Linked DNA regions of Acanthopagrus latus: region 1 is linked to region 2. Evidence: chromatin contacts called from public Hi-C data. All regions are on one chromosome and are shown on one strand. Each heading gives the region's core, a stretch centred on a gene start, on an enhancer-like site or on the middle of the called end of the contact. The rest is flanking DNA. Distances are from core to core; before and after follow the strand shown. Region 1 holds the start of mfsd3 (major facilitator superfamily domain-containing protein 3). Region 2 holds the start of trpm6 (transient receptor potential cation channel subfamily M member 6).

Evidence for each region. A called contact is a pair of places that touch in the nucleus more often than the background predicts.
Region 1: a contact with region 2 is called in a Hi-C map of muscle, with 3 times the contacts expected there. The contact joins the promoter of mfsd3 here to the promoter of trpm6 in region 2. A contact is called at or near these places in 3 of 4 Hi-C or Micro-C datasets (liver and muscle).

Annotation. Positions count from the first base shown.
Region 1 is chr5:6,272,348-6,278,594 of fAcaLat1.1, forward strand. mfsd3 (major facilitator superfamily domain-containing protein 3) reads right to left here and starts at 4,109. Exons shown (of 6, transcript XM_037098688.1): 1 at 4,039-4,109; 2 at 2,668-3,500. The coding sequence starts at 3,367. It overlaps anxa1a (annexin A1a), which reads right to left. Exons shown (of 12, transcript XM_037099302.1): 10 at 6,118-6,176; 11 at 5,903-6,025; 12 at 5,279-5,798. The coding sequence ends at 5,742.
Region 2 is chr5:6,112,746-6,118,701 of fAcaLat1.1, forward strand. It overlaps trpm6 (transient receptor potential cation channel subfamily M member 6), which reads left to right and starts at 4,062. Exons shown (of 41, transcript XM_037097631.1): 1 at 4,062-4,253; 2 at 4,389-4,468; 3 at 4,703-4,741. The coding sequence starts at 4,236. It overlaps wu:fa19b12, which reads left to right. Exons shown (of 5, transcript XM_037099433.1): 5 at 628-1,297. The coding sequence ends at 795.

The DNA.
Region 1 (6,247 bases), core at 2,859-5,358, 160 kb after region 2:
CACTTGGAGCAAATAATAAAACACTTAAAATGACAAAAGTGCAATAAAATTCTTATATTCCTCAAACTCTCCAATTATAGTAACAAGTATGTTTACAATATCTAAAATGATGATAAGGATAGGACATTTTTAACTATTACTGTATGAGATTTTGTTATAACTGCCATTTGTAAACTGTCCTAGTTTGCATCTTTCCTGGCCTTTTGCTTTCATATTTTCACTTAAAAGTGCCTACATTCCTCCCCCTCCTGCCCTCCATCCGTCCCTGTGAGTCTACCCAGACATTTCTCCCATCAAGCCTGTAGCCTCAGATGGCACAAGGGTCACAGTTCAGACACGAGGCTCCTCATGATTGGCCACTGTGTTGGCACAAACTCAGAGTTCATTAGGGATAGATGAGGGAACGGGGTCTGTGCTTGTCTATGTGTGTGTTGGTGTCACGCGGGGGGGGGTTCAGACAGGCAGATCACCAGTCTCACACAAACATACCCACACACCCCTTGAACAAAAACAATACTGTCTAAATAGGCAATTATGCTGGCACATCCAGGCCTAATCTAAAACATTACACAATCCTGTTTTTTTTACCGTAAAGGTGGGAAATATTTAGTATATTGAGTACTACAACAGGAAATACTAACAAGTGACAAGACGGAGCTCGATCTCAACACTGAATCATGATCATCAGCCGATAGTGAGTGTGTGTGCACAACAGAGAGAGTGTTTGGGGGTGGGGGGGCAGGGGGTTTCTCGCTAGACAGATTAAGGGGTCCAGCCAGCCTTCATATTTTGTCTAGTTGTGTCGTCTGCTGGGGCTCATCCGATTACTGAGCCACCCTTAACACTCGCTCAAAAACACACACACACACACACAAACACACACACATATGGACACACACAATTTAAAACAAAGGAACAGGTTTACTAGCACATACACAAGTAAAGACTTGTATGCAAATGTGTGGAGACAATTACATTCCCACCACCCACATACACACGCACATATAAACACTCACACATCAGCATGATGCGCCGACTTCCATTTCAGTTTCTGAACGCAACAGACACAAAGACACTCTAATCCTTACATAATCCCCTTCTGCTACCAAACACCAAACTCTGGTCATATCAACTCTCTCTCCCACACACACCAGCTTGACTGATCCAAAACTACTTTCAAATTTTAGTTTTCTATTGGAACTAACTGGTTCACACGCAAAACTGACTGCAAGGGCTCAACATGCACTCAAACTAACATTGTCTTCTCGTTCAGCTGCCTTAGGTTTATACTTTTGTAACTGTGGCATTAAAAATGACTGCTTTGTCTCAGCAGGGCCCATATTTTCAAATGCACACACAGGACCTGTGAGACACAATAAACTATCTGGCAATGATAACTTCCCAACTTCCTCTGTACACTGATTCAGTCCTCATGGATACATCAACAGAGACATCTAGTGGTGAGTTGTGGGACATTCTTGAAGGAAGAAATACAACTAAAACATGGTTCTCTGTGGGATAATTTCAGGGATTATAAGTTTTTATTGCTTTGGGGACACATTTTTTGTCTGATATGCTGAAAAATTGGGCTGGGAGTGCTGCTATTACCATTTTTTTCCTGTGCTTTTCTTTCTCATCTTCCTTTACTAGTGTACATTTGTAGATCAAACAACTGGGGCTGAAATTGCATTAAACATTATCGTTGGTTAATCTGCCAATTATTTTCTTGATAAATCAGTTAATTGTTTAGTTTATAAAATAGCCAGGCATACATCCCCAAATGTGTTGTTCTGTCCACACCTGAAAAATGCTCTGTCTATTGTCATAGGTGAGGAAAGAAGAAACCAGAAAATATTCCCTTTTAAGAAGCTACAATAAAATAATTTTGACTTTTGTAAATCATCAAATAGATTTTTGAAGTAGTTTATATTTACATTAATAGTTGCCAAATCATTGATTATTTGTTGCAGCTCAAAAATGATTTATTGTTTTTAGTCATTTATCAATCAAAGACCATTTTCTGGTGCCACCCTCTCCAATGTGATGATTTGATGCTTGTTTCTCTAGTAAGTGTTTCACTCCTGTTCTGACAAAACAAGACATTTAAAGTCGTCTGTTTGAGATTTGCTCTGGCCTTTTTTGGTAACATTTATACTTTAAATCAGGCCTGTATGATATAGTAAAAAAAATCATATTGCAGTTATTTTGACAGATTTTGTGAATCATGATTAGTAGAATTTCATTTTCACTGAGAGCCCTATAAAAATCATGATGATGTGACATTTGTTGAGGTCAATCTGTATCAAACATGTTTTCTTACAACTGGAGAACAACAGCAGAACATATCTGCAGGACAACGGTACTTCATTATGATACTGTTTTGTCACAATTTTAACGTTTAATATAAATGTAAGATTCTTGCGATTTGGTTACATTGCGATTCATTGGGCAACCCCAGATTAAACAATTTAAAAAGTATATAATTGACAAATCAATGACGAAAACGATCATTAGATTTAACCCTAAAATATATAAAAGTATAGTTTCGTTAGGAAAGATTCATACATACTATCAGTATTAATAAAGATGTAAAACCAAAAATGAACTGGGGCTTATTTAGAAGTCTATTTATTACAGTACAAGTTTTTTTTTGTTAATCAAACTCACCTAGTTTGTATGTCAGCACATACAGAACCGTCCAAGGGGTGCCGGGCACTGCCAGCAGCTTTCTCCACACCCTCCATGGCCTCATAGCGTCTGCTCCCTGCCCTCCTCTCCTGCTGCCATCAGCCTGCTGGCCCCTCACAGTCTCGTCATCCAGCACAGGGGCCCCCCACACAAACAGGGCCACGCCTGCATACACAAACGTCAGCAACATGAACATCCAGCTCCAACCAGCCACGTCGATCACGGCCAGCAGCCCACCACCGGCAAACACCGATCCAGCTTTATAGCCCACGACTTGGGCTGTGTTGCCCAGCCCCAGCTCCCCGCGACCTTTCAACAACCCCACGGCGGCCCCGTCGACTGCTATATCCTGTACTGAGGCCAAACTGTTCATGGCTAACAGGGTCCCTGCCACTCCCCAGATATGTGCTTCTGGGGCCAAGGCAGCACTGGAGAGGCATGTCAGAGCCAGACCAGAGACTGTCGCCACCAGCCAGCGACGCTTGGTGCCCACCCGGTCCACTAAAGGGGCCCAGAGCACTTTGAGGACCCAGGGGAAGTAGAGGATCTTGGTGAATCCAATACGGGTGAGGGAATGACCAGCTCCACGCAGGTAGACGGGAAGCAGGGAAGATTGGAGACCATAGGGAATGCCCTGGACAAAGTAAAGCAGGCCCAAGAAGACTAGTTTGTCATTCATGATCTACACAGAAAGGGATCCTCTTGTTTTCTGAGCTGACACTGCTGTGGTCCATTGGTCAGGTCACTGTCTTCAATTCTGGCTGTTGGAGATGACTTCTAATGGAGAGGCTGACCTACTTGAACCCACTGACCTGAAAGGAAAAGAGAAGAGAGGGTGTGAGGTTCAGTTTTATCTGCGTTAGTGCAATGATAATGCTGAGATGACTGAAGACAGTCAGCGCTCCTGCAGGCAGCCTTAAAAGGATGTGTCTCTGCTGCTGTTTAACTGCTTCTCTGCCCAGCTCAGTTATCAGTAACGTTACCTGGCTATGGTTAGCTTCTCAAAGTCAAATCACTTACATGTACACAAACATGTTGTATATACACGTGTTTTATCATTGAGTGTAAATAAAAACACAAATGTGACTTTGAGCCGCTGACATTTCGCTGACAGCTGTAACAGTTAACAGTTAGCTAAGTTTGCTGTCAAACTGGCTGACTAGCTACAGTTAGCCTGCTAGCTTGCTGTCATGTTAAGCTAAGTGAACGAACAGCTATAAAACACATTAATACAACGTGTCAGTATTATTTAGGGGTTTGTTCCAATGAGAAATATAGTTCCGTATCTGTAATGAGATAAATCTTGAGGCATACTGGGAAAGAAAGTTGGTTAGCTTAGCGTTAGCACACCGGAGAAGCTGCACCGCTTGTTTATAGTTGTGGTCTGCATGAGCTAAGAGGTTGCCAGATTTGGGGACAGCGATCCCCCTTTTGCGGATGGGAAACACAGAAGGGGTCGTGTTTGTTTTATATTTGTAATGTATAACCCAAACACGCTTTCTGTCGATCTATGATCTTTATACATTACATAGTACTTCATATGTAATACATAACAATTCATTACCCAATTTATTACCCAACCTGGCAACCCTAAACCCCAGCACATACAATTGCTGTACTAGTTTAGGCCTATATCCTTTAATTAAGTGAGAGTACACAAAACTGTAAAAAAAAAAAAAAAAAAGAAAAGAAAAAAAACTCTACATAAAGTATGTAAGTATAATAGCATTTAAAAGTAGGCAGTAAAAGTACCCTGCAGAAAAAAAAGACTAGTGTTAGTGTTAATACTATCATATATTGTATTACTTGGTTATTATTACTCATGCATTAACCTAATAGCAGTACTCTACAGGTATAGTTGGTTGAGGTGGGGCTAATTTTGAAGTATTTTGTATAGAACTGCAGCTAATGATTATTTTCTTAACCCATAATCTGATTGATTCATTGAAAATTGCTGTGTAAATATTCTGAAAACAGGGAGAAATGCCGCTAAGATGTCCTAGAGCCCAGAGTGGACATGTTAATGAGAACTCAACTGATAGTTTAACAAAGAAGCATCATGTCTTTTAAGCACTTTATGTGTTTTATATGCAAATATCTTCATTTCTCAAATAACTGGGAACTACAGCTGCTAGATAAATCAAGTGGAGTAAAGTGGAATACAACATTTTAGTCTTAAGTATAGTGATGTACAAGTAAAAAAAAAAAGTAGCAAGAATAAAATACTCAAGTAAAGTACAAGTACCTCATATTTGTACTCATATACCATACTTGAGTAGTTGCATTCCACCACTGTTGATCATCCATTCTGTGCAATTCATTGCTCATTTATTCATCCTTTGCTGGTGTTTGCACAGAGTATGTTATTTGTGTTAAATTATCATTTGTAGATTATGGATTTTCAGTTGATTTTCAGACAAAATATGCAGTTGCCTGTGACTCGTGATGGTTTTTTTTTTATGTGTTTTTTGTATTTAATTGTCAGTATGCACATCATTAGTGCTTAAATATTTGAGAACAAATCTCACAGCCAATTAGTTTGTGTCTGTCTGATGTGTACAAGTGCAAAGAAACCGAGAAAACTCATAGACGAGTTCATATAAAAAGCTTTTATTTGCAAGATGTCCGAGCTCCTTCAATGGTAGGCCTTCTGCTGCCACTAAATATAATTTCTCACGTGTTGACCTGTATACATCTGTCAGCAGCTGCACTGTGATCAATGACATCAGCCTCTCTTCGAGCACCAGATACAAGAATCTAATGAGGGCGAAGCTTAATGGACAGCTGGCATACTGCTGTCAGATCTATGCTGGAATACAAGTGCTGGAATGAAAAGGAATAACTTTCATCTATCTGTAGAAGCAGTGCTTATGTATTTTTTGCTAATTGCTCTAATTTTTTCCAAAACTCGATGACAGTCACAGAGACAGTCTCGTCCCTTCTCCACGAAAGCACAGGGCACAATATGTGTCAATAGATAATTGTTGATTTTCCACAGCTGGACTTGCTGCTGGATCTTCAGTTATACAAGCCTTGATCCCACTGATTGGCTCTTAGTTTTCCCCACAGAGAGCGAGCAGAATCTTCTCATAGTCTCCTTTAGTGTCATCCTGAAGGAAATAATTGACATAATATTAATACCACAAAGAACGGAGCAATTCAGACTGTGGGACGGATTTTTTTTGTCATTCTCAGTGGTCAGACGTTTGCTCACCAGAATTTCCTGGTGGAGTGTTTTGCCGTAGGTTTTCTTGTACTCATCCCTGATCCGTTTCATGTCGATTTCAGAGCGGGACACCATGATGCGGGTCAGAACATTTTTGCGGGGACTTTTACCCTGATGGGCAGAAAAGAGGAAAAGGTAAAGTGTTGGGAAGCAGACACAATTTTTGATACATTTTGTGAGTAGTGGACTAGACTAGACTATACCTTCATGGACAAGTAGAGCCTCTCAGCGAAGTACGCAGGCCTGCTTCCAGCACACTTCACTGTGGTTATTAAAAAAAAAAAGTTCAAGTTTAAATCTGGGAATAAATCAACAGATGGAAGCTGAGGTGAC
Region 2 (5,956 bases), core at 2,812-5,311:
CCTGTTTTCAAGCAGGCCAATAACCAATATTCGCTGTAAAATTAAAAAATCTTGGTGTCAACTTTTAGAGCAAATAATGATGGAGTGTAGCAGTACGACTTACCCAAATATTGTATTTAAGTACTATTTCAATTTACTTTATTTGAGGATTTCCATTTACTGCTACTGTATATACCACATTTGAAGTAAACACTGAACCTTTACTCCACGACAAATATTTGACAACAAAGTTACGTTTTACTTGCAGAATCAGATCAATTCTCTGTCTTATCTCCCTTGACTTGTTTGGGTATCTGTCAGCCATGTGGTTGAGGTAGCTGTCCACACAGACCTGCTGGTTGAGACACCTTTTAAGACTATGGTGAGGCGGTGCACTACAGGCATTTGCTGGCATGATAGGTCTGAGCCAAAATAGTGCATTTCTTTAAATTAATTCTTTAGCAATTGAGAAAATACCCCCAAAGATTCGGATAATCAGAAACATGCAGAATATTGGATCTGATAATGGGTTGATTATCCAGCCCAGATAAGGGCTACCATTTATACCCAGTCTAAAATATTACTGTTTGTTGCATTGGACAGTTTTTCTTGTGACCTCAGTCCCTCTCTCTTTTTCATCACTCTCAGGCTGAGGAAGACACCAACACCGAAGACTGCACCTACAACTCCTTCCAGTACTGGAGGGTTCCCTTACCTGAACTCGACCTTTCACTGCTAGAAGATGCCTGTGACCATTCTCAAACAAAAGACACGCCAAAAGGCAAAGTCTCTTCTTCTGATGCCATGGAAACCTGAAGTTTGATTCTGTTCTGACACCTGCAGACAAACATGAGGATGAAAATGAGAGGCTGTTCAGCAGACAGACACGTCAAAAGCACATGAAGTTGCTTGAAATGCATCCAGGTGAGATTAACCTGATGTTGCAGACTGCTATGGTTGCCCAGAGTGAATCAGGCTGTAGTGAGTGAGCCTCCTGCTGCTGGAAGATGTCAGTGACTTGTTATGAAACAGCAGTGAGATTTGCACTGCAACAACCCTGTTCTTACAGTGAGGACCAAAACATTTTTTTAAAGCTCAGTGAAGTGTTCCTTCTGCAAATTCTACATATTTTCATTTAAAGTTGAAAACAGCTTTGTGTGAGAAGCATTTCAGATAGTGTGGTGTTCAACCGTGACTAGTGTCTTTTTGTTTTTGTGCACAGTCCTTACCTTGCAAACTTTATATAACCTTACAGAGATTAGGTGTGAAAAGTCGAGTCTGTACACCACAGTTTCTATTAAAAAATGTTTAATATCTTTCTGAGTGTGATTTTTGGCATTACTATCACTTTTGGAGTATGTGTGACTGAGATTTGCATGTTGTGGGAAAGGGGAAAAAAAAAGATTTAAAAAAACAAAAAACAAACACATATTATCACTATCAACAGACCAAGAATTATCCCCTTTTGCATTTCATGCACTCTTCTTCCTTTTCGAAATGTGCCACCTGCACGACCCACAATGCAACTTAACAACCACTGAGTGACATCACTGGAGGAAATTTGTCAGATTTCATGCAGCTTCCTGAGGAGCCACGATAGTATTTTATCAAAATGATTTTGTTGTACATCTGTCATTTGCAAACAGGAAAAAAAAGAACCTGAAGCTCATCCTAAAATGAAATATAAGTTCTATAACAAAAAGCTTTAAGATCTAAAGCAAGGTTGCACTGGTGTGTCGGTTTCAAGGTATAATGAGTATAAAACATTGACAATGTTGATGGTATTTAATTCTACCATGTTCTTGTTCTTAAAAAAACATTTTCAAATTTGTGTCAAGCTCCATATCTGGACATATTTTGTGAAATAAATCGAAGACTCCTGAAACTTCTGTATTCTTTCTGATAAGGGACATGTTATCTGGTAATATCTGTAATATCCTATTGGTTTCTGAAGTGGAAATCTCAACCCTAATATAAAGTTAAAGATAGAATTATGGTGGCAAATAACATGACATTAAATACAGATTTAACCGCACAATAAAGTAAATGGAAGGGGTATTATGGCAACACCCATTCCAACTGATTTATTCTATAAAACAACTCCTCCACTGTCCTGATGGAGCATCCTCACTGGATGTGGTCCAGCTGTTGATGAGAAGAGCTCAGCACCACACAGGCTCTGCTCTTTCCAGGTACTGACCCTGTAATCAGCTGTCTCAGTGTGTACTAGAAAGGTGGCTGAGAAAACGGAATCAAATGCAAATCAGTTTCCATCATCCTCCTTGCACCTCTTAACCCTTCCCACACCTTCCTGCCTGTTTACTCAGAACAGGGCGAGGGGCTCGATCACGCTTCCTCTCTCACTATGTGCTGACAGCCCAGCAGCTGAGTGTGTCCTCCTGGAAGAAGGGGGTCATGAACTCATAAAGGCTTCTCGGAGAAACTCTGCTCTGCCCTTTGGACCCGCGGCTGATAAAAGGGCAGTCAGTCCTGGTCAGGGGAACAACTGATGATGAAGTGGTGGGATACATGTGGGCTCATATCGTCACAAGTTACACGGCTTTAACTCTAAAGGTGTGGAGACATGGTAAGTTATGTGACGTTACAACAAGTACTTAAAAATACGTTCTAAACTTATTGTGAAGTTTACTGACGAGGCCAGCTTGTTGCCAGCGGGTGTATAGAAATAGCTCAGCTATTTATTCAGCACTACTTAGTAGCTGTCGTTAGCGAATGGCTAATGTTAGCTAAGTTTCGATATGATTTCACTAACGAGCAGGTAATTCAGCTAGCTGCATGTCATGTAACAACTGCAAGGTGAGTGAAACGACTTCACTCTGCTCCGTGTCCAGCGTCCTCCTGAGAGAAATGACCTTTTACTTTTGACTGCGTCCTGTTTATTAGACATAACTAGTCATGTTACTCACTTCACAGGTTGGTCACTACTCTTAACCTGCTTCATAAGCGTTTTGTGCATCTTTATACTTAAACTCCACAACTTTTCAGAGGGAGACAATACGTGTTGACACTAGATATTCAACTCTCATCTGGTGGTATGCTGTCATGCTTAAAAAAAAAAAAAAAAAAAAAATCAAGTCATCAAAAACGTCTGTTGTAAAGCTTACACGTTTTACAACAACCTCTTTAATTATGAAATAAAGTGGGAAACTAATAAGATATAGGAATATGTGTGTAGATTAGAGCCCATTTGTAATGTATTTGTAATATCTCTATATATTAAATTAATGACGCTGCAAAAAAGATAAGTGATCAGTGGAGGCAGGATATTGTACATTTTAACAACAACCTTTATTGTGAAATGTGACATCAGTGAACTAAAACAGTAATCTTCACTTAGAATTACAAGCCTCTTTTTTTGGCATTATGTTCTGTAAAAAAATGTTTTTAAATAGATGAATGCAGGGCAACATGTACAGTGATACAGATATACTTCAATAGGCCACTATTGATCACTAAAATCAGCTGCCTGATATGTTGGTCAAGTTTAAATTCCCATTTAGAGCACAGGATCTTTAAAACAGTGGCTCTCAAACCTTTTCTTGCCAAGGACCCCATTTGTTGAGAATTTGTCCATAGATGTTTTATTATAGTGTATGAAACCTATCACCGAAATAGTCACATTTTCTGTCATTGTGTTACTAATGGATAGAATTAGTGAAAGTGATAATACAGTTAATTATTCTTATTTTTTTTTGGGGGGGGGGGACCCCTGGAACCCCCTCAAGGACCCTTAGAGTTCCCACCTCTGCTTAAAGTAATGCTTTAGTTGTTTAATTTTTAGTCATGTGGCAAGTCTAAGATTAATGCTGCCTGCTGCACATGGTAAACCAGTAACCTTTATTGTCTGTAGAGAAATATAATTGCTATGATAACCACTGTGAGCTACATCAGTTACACTTCATAGCGCTGTTTAGTGTTTACACAGTCTGTCGCAGGGAGGAGGCACACCGGCAACCAGCCATTTGTACTAATCTCAGGAAGGGGATGTATGTGACTATGTTTCCCACCAACAATACTCTCCTCAGTGAGGCCATTGTTAGATATGTCTAGTGAGCAGAGCACAGGAGCAGGACAGACCTTGAAAGAGCAAGGGAAGCAGTAAAAAAAGACGGCTGTGAAGTTGAATAAGAGGCCATATCGCACATCCAGTCGGTGTTTTTAAGAGTGCGGCTCAGGTTTCTGTGACGGGGAGGGACCCACAGTTCATTCCCTGTGAGGCTGCTGCCGGCACTGCGATGAGCTTCACTGAGAAGGTCACTGATCACAACATTTCTGGAATAGTGTGTTTTCTGGCTTGAGGATGAGATTGACAACACAGTTGAGAATATAGTGAGTATCTACTCAAGGATTTGTAGACTGAAACCAAATAATTTCTCTTCGTATTCCAGTCACGAAAGTCTTGGATTGAGGAAACCTTCTTCAAGAGAGAGTGTGTGAAGTTCATCCCCTCCTCTCGGGACCTGCACAGGTAAACTGGAAGCTGATTGCATTGATGAGCTTCCAAGCTAGCGTAACGCACAAGTTTTTATGATTCTCAGAAGAAACACAGGAGGGTTTGTTTAGTCAGAACACTGTAATATTAACAGCAGTGGCTGGAAACTGCATTTTTCTGAGAGCAAAACTATTTGGCACTCAGCCCTTACTTCCAGGAATAGAGACCATGTGGATTCTTTGATAATGTGTTATTTCCTGTTTCTTTCAGATGTATTCCAGTATGCCAAGTGTGCCAAAACTTGATCAGGTACAGTTTATGAGTTTTTGTGTGTCTTTATGCCATCCTCAAGCTCAATATATTCCCCCTCCTAAACTCCACGCCCTATTCCAGTGAAGTGTTTCTTTTAGCCTAGTGTCGATTTATGTCTCAGTTTTTCCCACAGTCTTTGCTCTGTTTCTGCTTCTCTTTTCTTTTTCTCATACAGTTATTTTGACAGACATTACGATTGCAATACGCTTCACAGTTTGCAGTGATGGAATGTAACTTAAGAACATTTACTGAAGTACCGTTCTGTGTGTTCATTTTCTGCTTCGTTGCACTTCTACTTTGCTACAATTTGTAGGCAAATATTTCACTTTTACTCCACTACATTTATATGATCATTAAGTTATCAAGTTTATGAAGTCTAACTATGCAGATTACATGCTTTATCAGAATGAAAGTAGTGGATTTTAAACTAGTTTAATTAGTCCATTTGTTAAATGTAGCTGTTTAGATTTTCACTACATTAATATTATGGCCACTCAAATTCACTATAATGCTGTTATCGCAATATCAGTAGAACTTGTAAAAAGCAAAAATGCTGGAAATCTAATCAGTCTTCAGTTTCTTTATTTTTTTGTGTGTTTTATGTCTCTTGTTTGGCAAATACATTAACAGAGTGCCAGGTGGTGGAGAGAGAATCTGTAACCATAACTGTAAAAACAAAAAGTGTGCAAGAAGAACAACTACTATCAACTGCTCAGTTGCTAGCGAAAAGGATACCAGATAAATTCCTAAACAAAAGACGCACAAGGCTGAACATCTTGGCTAGATTATTCAGATGATATTATCATATGTGTATTATTAACACAAGATCAATATTTTATTTTTTTATATCACAGTTTTCGAGAATACCTCAACATTGTGACACCCCTAGTTTGGAACATTCCACAGTTTAACAGGTTAATTGGTTACAGATAATAGGTTCATGATTGTGTATAAGCGATTATTGCATAAAGGATATTATTACATGGGCTCAGGAAGACTTTGTAAAACCTTGTTGAAAAGACAGTTTGTTTGCAAATGATTGATTTCTGTTTTTATTTACGTTTTACACAGTGTTGGCAATTTATTTTGGAGGGTGTTTGTATTTTGTTGTTATCGTATGAACAGACAGTGTGTAAGATAGTAGTATCAAGAGTGAGGAAGATTTATGAATGAATGAGAGGTGTAGACTTTGATTTTGTAGGCTGTAAAAGA